Regions from separate parts of the Canis lupus genome. Here region 2 is linked to region 1. The links are chromatin contacts, called in public Hi-C maps. All regions are on one chromosome and are shown on one strand. Each heading gives the region's core, a stretch centred on a gene start, on an enhancer-like site or on the middle of the called end of the contact. The rest is flanking DNA. Distances are from core to core; before and after follow the strand shown. Region 1 holds the start of IQCE (IQ domain-containing protein E). Region 2 overlaps TTYH3 (protein tweety homolog 3).

Evidence for each region. Hi-C and Micro-C count contacts between places; a contact is called where the count stands out from the background.
Region 2: a Hi-C map of blood shows a contact between it and region 1, with 2.0 times the contacts expected there. The contact joins the enhancer-like site here to the promoter of IQCE in region 1. A contact is called at or near these places in 2 of 9 Hi-C or Micro-C datasets (amygdala and blood).

What each region holds. Positions count from the first base shown.
Region 1 is chr6:14,675,122-14,679,847 of UU_Cfam_GSD_1.0, reverse strand. It overlaps IQCE (IQ domain-containing protein E), which reads right to left and starts at 2,585. Exons shown (of 22, transcript XM_038539612.1): 1 at 2,505-2,585. The coding sequence starts at 2,540.
Region 2 is chr6:14,747,173-14,751,898 of UU_Cfam_GSD_1.0, reverse strand. The region is part of intron 1 of TTYH3 (protein tweety homolog 3); the gene reads right to left. Among named protein-coding and RNA genes, the nearest start is that of TTYH3, 9.7 kb to the right of the region's middle. Within about 2 kb of position 1,863, at least 3 of the 20 cell types and tissues checked have an H3K27ac peak or open chromatin away from gene starts, as enhancers often do. A contact at or near this core is called in blood, where this site is marked.

The DNA.
Region 1 (4,726 bases), core at 1,336-3,835:
AGCTTACCCATAACCTTTGACCAGAAAGTGGCTTCTGCTGACCCAGGGGTGACCCCTAGGTAGTTAGGCTAAAAGATGCAAACAAGAAAGAATGTGAGCAGGGAATCAGAGGCCGCACAGGTGTGGGAAGACCAACTGCAGAGTGAGTCCAGCCAAATCGCTCAGCAAACAGACGAACCACCAAGCAAACCCCATCGCTCCCATGGGGAGGAGGGATCAATACCAAGTTGCTATAACATTCTATCTAAATGTCTAGCTTTCGATGAGAAACTATGATACACAGAAGCAGGAAAGCATGAGTGGAATAAGGGAGAAAAGCAGAAATAGAGTCTTTTGAAGAGGCTCAGGTAATAGACTAGCAGCCATAATAAATATGTTCAAGCCCTTTTACCAGCACTGGCTCTTACATCACAGGTGGTCCCACTCAGGCTCCATGTCACCCCTGTGGCTCTGTACCGTGGTCAGCGGGGCTGCTTACAGCCCGCACAGTGAGCCCCTGGCACACAGCACATGCTCTGTGAACTTCACCGGCCAGCCTGGAGGCAGCTCCATTCCACTTAGGGAACGGACAGACAGAGCAGTTCCTGCTCTCAAGAGGTTTTTGTCTAATCTCAGACTGATCCGAGATCAGCAGAAAGCCACAGGTCAGCCTGGACCGAGGGCTGAGAGTCTCCTAAGCGCCAAGAGACCTTTGTGCCAGTTCCTCCACGACTGGACTCCTTGAGACTAAGGCACCAGAGCATAACTGGTTTTGTGCCTCGGACTCCCATGTATAGGGGGCTTAACAAATGCTTGTGCGTGTAAGAATGTGTATAGTCACATAAAAGTGAAAACAAGAGAGGGAAAGCTGGGGAACAGGTAAAGTAGGAGTAGCCACAGGTTAGACTTTAAATCACGCTCTTGAAAACACGTGGCTGTGGGAAAACGTCAACAAATTAAATGGTAAAGGTCACAACACAATTTATTTTATTTTTTTTAAAGAATCTTTTTTTTATTAATTTTTTTTTATTCTTATGATAGTCACAGAGAGAGAGAGAGAGAGAGAGAGGCAGAGACATAGGCAGAGGGAGAAGCAAGCTCCATGCACCGGGAGCCCGACGTGGGATTCGATCCCGGGTCTCCAGGATCGCGCCCTGGGCCAAAGGCAGGCGCTAAACCGCTGCGCCACCCAGGGATCCCACAACACAATTTAAACGTGTTTAAACACAATGATCTCGATTTTTAGAAAATCTACGTGGGAAGAGATGCACTGAGGAAAGACTGGGAGGAAGTCCACCCGATATTGAGGTGGTCTGGCGCAGGTGGTTAGATCATGGGTAAGCTGTCTACGTTTTCTCTAGCAGCCATGGCTTTCGTAATCACGACCTGGGAAGTCACTTTCTAAAGATGAAGGAGCAAGGAGTGCGCCCAGGTAGGTGAGCTGGAGATGGGCCAGGCCTTGGTGCCTTGAGGGATGCTCCGGTACTGGGTAAGCTCTGTGCAGCCCTGCGGGGCTCGGCCCTCTGAGAAGGAAGCAACGTGGCCAAAATGTCCCTGTCTGGAGCCCTCCAGAGGCTTCTCACGGTGCCCACAATAAGGTGCAAACTCCCTGCATGGCCTGCGAGGCTCCCTGTGGTCAGGCCCTGCTCTCCTTCTGGAGGGGCAGGGGGCAGCAAGCTCTCTCAGGCCCTGGAACAGTCCCCACCGTCCCACCTCCCACGCTCTCAGGTCTCCTTGCGCAGGGGCATCCAGGGAGTCCTGGGCACCTGCTCCAGCACCCGGCCTGAAGCAGCCCTCTGCAACCCACCGCGGCCCCAGGGGCCTGTTCCCTGTTCTGCTCGGGCCACCTGAGTGCGGTTGCAGGCCTCGTTCTCCCCGCACCTGCACCGCAGTGCCACTCATTCACCCATCGTGACACCTCCAGCGGGGGGCAGGCGCCCCCAAACACTTGGCAAAGGCGCGAGCTGTCAGCACGCCTGCCCTCACCCTAGGGGGGAACTTGGGGGCACCTTCTCGGGGAAGCCTCCTCTCGGCGCTGGGCCGGACGCAGGTCCGGGGGGGGGGGGCGGCGCGGGGCTTCCTTCCCCCCACCTCCACGCCTCGCACATCTGGAGGGCTCGGGCTGGGCACCCGGCCGCTGCGCCCCCCACCCCGCCGCCCCGAGGCACGGGGAGGGGCGGGCACTTACGCAGTGAGCTCCGTAGCCCCGCGGGCCGCGGTCGCAGGCTCGGCACAGGCCGGGGCCTCGCAGGCGCCGAGCGGCGAGGACGCGGCGTCCGGGAGGGCTTCCTGGAAGCGGCGGCCTGTGCAAGGGCGGGCGGGGTCGAGGGGCGGCTGGAGGCTGGGTGCGGGGCGGGACGCCCGGCCGGCCGCCCGCGGGCGGGGACCCGAGGGCCGCTCTTGTGCGGTAACAATAAGGGCGGCTGTGAGCCGGCGGCCGCCAGCCGTGCGCCCCTTCCTCCGGCCCGCGCCCGGCCCCGCGAGCCCGGGAGCCGGAGGGAACGGGGAGGCCCGCCCGCGCTTACCGTCTCTGAGGCCGGCTCCGCGGTGCCCTGCGACATGGCGGCGGCGCTGCCCGGCCGGCCCGGGGCGCTGCGGGCGCGGCTGTCCCGCTGCGCGGCTCCGCGGGCCCCCCGGCCGCCCGCAGCCTCCGGGCCTGCCAGCCCGCGCGCCGGCCGCGCCCCCGCTGCCATGGTAACCGCGCCGCCGGCGGGGCCCCGGATGTGGCCGGCGCCGGCGAGCCCGGCCGACCGTGCGCGTGCGCAGAGAAAGCCGCGGGCCGACGCGCCGCGCGCGGGGAGGTGCGGGGCGGCGAGCGCAGCGGTGCCGGAGCCGGGGGTGGAGCGCAACGGTTCCCAGAGGGCGCCCCCCGCCTTCTCTCGCGGAGGCTCTGCGGCACGCCTGCGCGGCAGTCACCCCAACGGGATGCAAGTGCGTGCTCGGTTGACGCTGAGAGGCATAAGGGGCGTGTGCAGGGTCCCAGGCTGCTCGCTCCCGGCACCTGGCATTCCGAGAGCTCTCCTCCTCTTCTATCCCAGGCGCTGGGGTTCTGATGCAGCCCCAGGGCAATAAAAAGTGACGAGTTTGCACGCACTCGGTGTGCATCATGAAGATCGTTAGGAGCATCGGGCTGCAGAGTTTGTTTAAATCATGAATAGCAAATATGATTTGCCCTTGCACCTTGGCACAGGTGTGCAAGGGCACTTGCTCTGTCCCCTCACCCTGCTTTCTTTTTCCAGCCACTGACATTATCTGCTAACGCGTTGCGTGTCTGGAATGCAAGCTCTTAGGGGCAGGGGCTTTGTTTAATTCACAGCCGTCCCCTCATCCCTGGGAACGGGGTCTGGCCCAGGCAGGTGCTCCACTAATATATATTTGGAGTCCGGGGAGTCATGCGACTTCCCTGTGGCGCTGTTTCCTCAAATATCTAGTGGGGGAAAGTGTTGCCGTGAGGATCAAGTGAGGCAATAGCTGTAAGGTGCTTAGTACAGTTGGTGGTCCGCCCCAGAATGAGTGTGATGCGACACGTGTCCTTTGATGGGGTGGATGACTGACTCCTCACACCGCTGCAGTGCGGCGCAGCAGAAATGCCTGGCGGGTTATTACTGCCCTAGTTCTGGCACACAGGCTGTCTCCCCACCGGTAGGAGAAACTGAGCTGCTTATTTTAACAACTGCCATTTATTTCCTGGGGATACTGCCCACGAGGTGGACAAGAGCTTGTACCACCTAAACGACCTATGCCCGTGTGCCTTTTGCTCCTGCAGTCCCCTTGCTCTTCTGCTTGTGTTGTTTCTCTTACTTTCGCTCATTTAGTTGTCAGGACAGTCCAGGGCCATTTTTTTTTTTTTTTTAGATTTAAAAAAAATTATTATTGAGAGAGCAAGCACAAGCAGGGCAGGGGCAGAGGGAGAGGGAAAGCAGACTCCCCACTGAGCAGGGAGCTGAGATGTGGGGCTCCATCACAACCCAGAGATCACAACATGAAGGCAGACGCTTCACTGTCTGAGCCACCCAGGCACTCCGTGTCCACAACTTTTTCCTCTGCTGTTCTTTTTTTTTTTTTTAATGACTTTTTCTTCCTTTTTTTTTTTTTTTAGATTTTATTTATTCACTCATGAGAGACACACACAGAGAGAGAGAGAGGCAGAGACAGAAGCAGGCTCCATGCAGGGAACCTGACGTGGGACTCGATCCCAGGACTCCAAGATCATGCCCTGGGCCAAAGGCAGGCGCCAAACCGCTGAGCCACCCAGGAATCCCCTCTGCTGTTCTGAATTCTAAAAACATCTAAAAGCCTTTCAAAACGTATTGGCAAAAGCTGTCCTGACCTCATTTGCCAACAGAAGTCTGAGCTGAAGCTATTTACAGCGTCCACACGTTCTGCTTGTATATTAATGTGTTTCACCACAGAACTTTTAATGCATTTGATTATGGTGTGCCCATCACAGCCTGGCAGGAATGTAACCTCACATTACAGTGTATGTGTACCAGGTAACCGCTCACATGTTCCTGAACCACGTGTCCTCAAAAGTTTCAGGTGAGGAACGCCTGGATGGCTCAGAGGTTGAGCGTCTGCCTTTGGCTCAGCCTGTGATCCCAGGATCTGGGATGGAGTCCCGCGTCGGGCTCCTTGCAGGGAGCCTGCTCCTCCCTCTGCCTGTGTCTCTGCATCTCTCTGTGTCTCTAATGAATAAATAAATAGAATCTTTTTTAAAAAAAGTTTCAGGTGAGAAATGGTGGACCTG
Region 2 (4,726 bases), core at 614-3,113, 73 kb before region 1:
AGGGGTGGGAGGCCCACCTGCCTCCTGCAGCACCCCCTTGGGAAGAGAGGCTCAGCCACAGAGGCCCTGATACCCAGCAGCCGTCTCCCCAGAGATGGTTGCCAAGCAGCAGAGGCAGGATGGCACTCCCTGCACTCCCAGGAGCCCGCTGCTCCCACAGGTCTCCCACCAGGCCCGCCATCCCTTACCCACCCCGACACCTGAGGGGGGCCTCCCACCTCCCACCTAACCAGGGCTCACACCTCTGCCCCCACGCCCCACCATGAGGCACAAGATGGGGGCCCTATCTTGGGGAAGACCAGGGTTGCAGGCACCATGAGGCTGTAGTCACATGTCACAGTCTGGCCTTGCTGGCCGCCCCGCCTTCCATATGGGGACCATGGTCACTGGGGGCTGGCGCCCTCTGTCCCTCCCTCAGACTGGGGGTGCAGCTGCCCACTACCTCTGCCCTGGCAGGAGGGCCTGATGGGCCCTGGCCACCCCTGCATCCAAGCTGGAGTCAGCGCCCCCTCATCAGCCTAAGGCTCCTGGAGGTCAGGGGCGCTCATGTCACAATGGTAACTCGGTACTGGTAAGACCCAGGCCACAGCCAGGAGTCTCCAGGCAGGAATCAAAGGCTTGTCAGAGGGCCAAGGGCCAGTCAGGGAGGGGGGTCACCTTCACAGTCCTGCTATCAGGCCCCGCCCTCACCCCACCCAGCACCGGATGTCATTAACATTAGAGTGGAAGAGCATGTCTCCAGGGGTTGGCCCTCCCATGCACGGGTCCCACCCACTGCCTCCTCCCCGGTCAGAGGCAAAGGGCACATCGCAGCACTGTCCCTGGGGCCATGGCTCACAGGGGACATCTGCGCTTCCATTGCCACCATGTCCTGATGCTGCCACCTCTTCTCCATCCTGCCTGCAGGCTCCTCTCCTCCCACAAGCCCCCAAAGACCACACCACACCCCCACCCAGAAAGAACCCCCCGTCAAAGCCCTGCCAACCCTGGCTCCCAGACTGTGGCTGTGCCCACCAGCCCCATGCCTGGCCCATGCTGGTAGTCCCCCTGGAGGCCACCCTCTGCTCTAACAGACGTCCCTTGGCCCAGCTGGGTGGAGTCGCCTGACCCTGACCCTGCCACCCCACCACTTCCTGTCTTGCTTGAACCTCCACCACCCCCACCCACCATGTCCAGAACACAGCAAGCTTGGAGCAGGTGGTTAAATACACACATGGACACACATCCTCCTGAGGTGGGGAAGCTGGGACCAGAGGCACCCACGCTGGAGTCCTGAGAGCCCACTCAGCCCTCACTGTCATCATGACTCACCAGCAAGCTCCTTGCAGGCCCAGAACACTGCCTCAGGCGTGTCAGGACCACCCATTCCCATTTGCCAGATGGGAAAACTGAGGCAAGATAGCACCACCAGCCAGGTGAGACATCACACCTGGAATAAGGCTGGGCTCCCCGCTCCTTTGGGAGCTATGGCAGGTACCAGGCCTGGCAGGTCCACAACGGATCTCACTCACAGCCCCTGGAGCCACCCAGCAGAGGGAGCAGGGACAGCGCCTGCTGGACATGAGGTGGGCCCAAGAAACCAGAGAGAGCAGGACAGGGAAGCGCACAGGGGCAGGTCTGTGATTTACAGTGACTGGGCACCTCCCTGAGTGGGTGCGTCCTCCTCCAGGAGGTCAGGGAAGGGTGCTGTGTCTCTCTGGGTGAGAATCACACTGGTACCTTCCTTGGGTCCTCTCCTACTGCTTTGATCGTGGTTTGTTTTGTTGTTGTGGGTCTTTTGGTTTTGTTTTTTTTTAACCACACACTTGTACTAACTTTATAATTAAAATGCAGAACCAGAAACCTGTTCGTTCTTTCCAGCTAAGCGTGGGAGGCCCCTGGTCGGCGCCCAGTTCTGCCACATGAGAGTTCCTGTGCGGTCCCCGGCCAGGCCCTGCCACTCTCTGGACCCCACTTTTGCCTTTGTGAGGTGGTACAAGCATTCACCAGACCCCCTGGGCTCTCCTGTGGGAGAAGGCCCCTGGCAGCCCAGCTGGGCCCCTCTTAGTCTATGGCATGGTCACCCAAGACCTGCTGGTACCCAGACCAAGACGGAGGGAAAGCCAAGACTGAGGGAGCCAAGACCGAGGGGAAGACACCCCTGGCTGGCCACCAGAAGGCCCAGGACCGCCCACTGCCAGACAAAGGTACGAGGGAGGGGTCCTCCCCAGCCACCCTAAAACTCATGCCCACAGGGGGCACTCCAGCTCCCTGGGAACCAAAGCACCAAGCCTGGCTCAAGACATGACATTGAGTCAGTGACTCTGACCTCTGTGCCTCAGTGTCCCCACCTATCAACTGCAGACAGGAACATGATTCTCCTGGCTGGGGGACTGTGAGGACTAGAGCAGCTAGTCTCTGCACACACTCAGCCCCGCCACAGGGGTCACCCAGGAAAGGTTAGGGTCCTAGGGGGCTGGGGGCAGAGAGTGGGCACCTAGGCTGCTGGGCGGGGGGGTGTCTAGGGCTGCTCAAGGACAAGCTGAGCATGTACACACCTGTGCCCACATGCACACTCACACATATGTATCCACACTCAAACATCTACACCCATGCATTCCCAGATGTGCACGCCCACGTTCAGACTTACAATATGCATGTGATGGTGTCATCCTGTATCTCCCCAGCAGTGGCAGGAACAGTGGCCCTGTGGTCGTGGGTAGGGAGAGGGGCTCCCAAGCATCTGGGTGCTGGGATACCTGCAGCAACTGGCAAGTGGGGAAGGCTGCTCGCCTTGGGGGCATCACTGCCACAGCCACGGTGGCAGAGGACACTCTTATCCCGTGCCTGTCTCACGGAGTGGGTCCAGGAGCTGGGGCCACTGCCCAAGGAACCCCAGAGCCAGGCTGGACGGTGATCCTATGTTCTGGGGCTCAGAGCCGGGTACTCTCCAGAGGCTTCCCTGGAGGCAAGGACAGTCAGAAGCTCCGGTGCCCCTCTGCCCCCACGTCCCCCCTGTAACACTGCACCTTGGGAGCCAGGCATCCACACAGCCAGGATCCCAGCTCCAAGAAGCCCCCTGACTATGAGGAGCCTGTTTCTATCATCTCTGCACTGGGTGTGTCTGCCCAGGCCTGCCCCAGTACAGTGCTGGAAAGGCCTCATGAAGCTCACCGGTCTAGCAGAGGCAGTGCCCCCAACCCCAGCACAGAGACCTGGCACACAGGGGTCGCTCACCCGTGCCCCTCGCGCCACCCCGAAAGTCTGAGAGGCTGGGGGCTCTCTCTCTGGCAGGAAGTCAGGCTCCGGGGCTGGTACCACAACAGCTTCCCTCAGCCCCCAAGGAATGCACCAGAACCCACCCCTGCCCCCGCCCTGGATCACACAGGAGGGCACTGGGGTCCGGCCCATCATGGTGAACGTGCAGAGCCTGTCGCTGGCTGGGGGCACGAGCCAGGCACGGGGGCGCCCAGCACGACCTCTGCCCCTGACTCCTAAGGCCACGTTCCCAGAGGACAGCCTTCCGCCGGCCTTCCCAGGGGCAGCCCCGCCTCCCCCTGGCCCCCCTCCCCTTCCCCTGGGCCCATTCAAAGAGAGAATGGGAAATGTCTGATCAGCATCTGGGCTCTAACCACATGGAATCTTCCATCTGTGATGGAAGTGATGTCAGCACTCGGTCAGGCGAGGTGAGATGCTCGGGCCCGGATCCCCACCGCTGGCCACAGTGCTGGCCGCCAGCCGCCTGAAGCGCTAAGAACGCACTGGGCTCTGGGCGGGCGCCGGCAGCGAGGACTCGGCGTGGCCCTCCCACCCCTCCTGGCCCCACAGCTCATTTCTGGGCCCTGGACCATCCCATCCTCTCAAGGCTCCCGCAGCCCCTTCCAGAGCACAGCCTCCACCCCAGCCTGTGCCCACACACTCTCCTGCATGCCCTGAGGTCTGCCAAGGCCCCCGTCCACTCTGGACACACCCAGTGAGCCAGAGCTTGGGGGTCTACAGCCTTACCCTGGCCCAGGTCTGAGGCCCACTGAGGGACCCAAGCCCCCAGCCCCAGTGGGGGAGCAGGGGTAGGAGGGGGCCCAGGGCAGCAGCTGTTCTCTGTGTGAGCCTGAACTGGTTCCCTGCCTGGGGCGGGGGTGGGGGTGGGGTGGGGGGATGTTTCCTGGCTCAGCCCCAGGCTTGCTGGCAGTCAGGGTACTGGGGGCCCCACGCTAGCCCCGTGAGGGGAGGGCCCGTGGCATGCCACCAAACCTTACTAAGAGCTTTGCAACTGGAGGCTCAGCCTCACCACTGGCCTGAACATGGCCTGTCAGTGCACCCCACCCGTGTGCAACACCAGGCTCATGTCAGCATGGGCCACCCCAATGTGCCAGAGGCCACCAGGCCAGGGTAGCCACACAGGGCCCTTGGCAGCACACCCATGTGCCATCTGCACACAGACAGCCCAGCAGTAGTCGCACACAAGCCTGCATGGGAGCACGCCACCTGTGGAACCTACACTGGAACCCCCGATGAACCGTCTCCCTACACACCTCCCCAGGGAGGAGCCTCATGCCCTCGGCAACTGCTCCTGACAGGGACCCAAACAGTCAATCCCCCTGTGGACCACCACTGCCAACAGCCAGGCTAGGGAACCCCTGCCCCCCTGGAAGTCCCTCCCTGGGGCTCTGATGGGATGTGTGGGCCTCCAGGTCCCCCTAATCCCAGACCCACAGTGACACACCCCCTTAGCCAGCCTCCTTGTGGG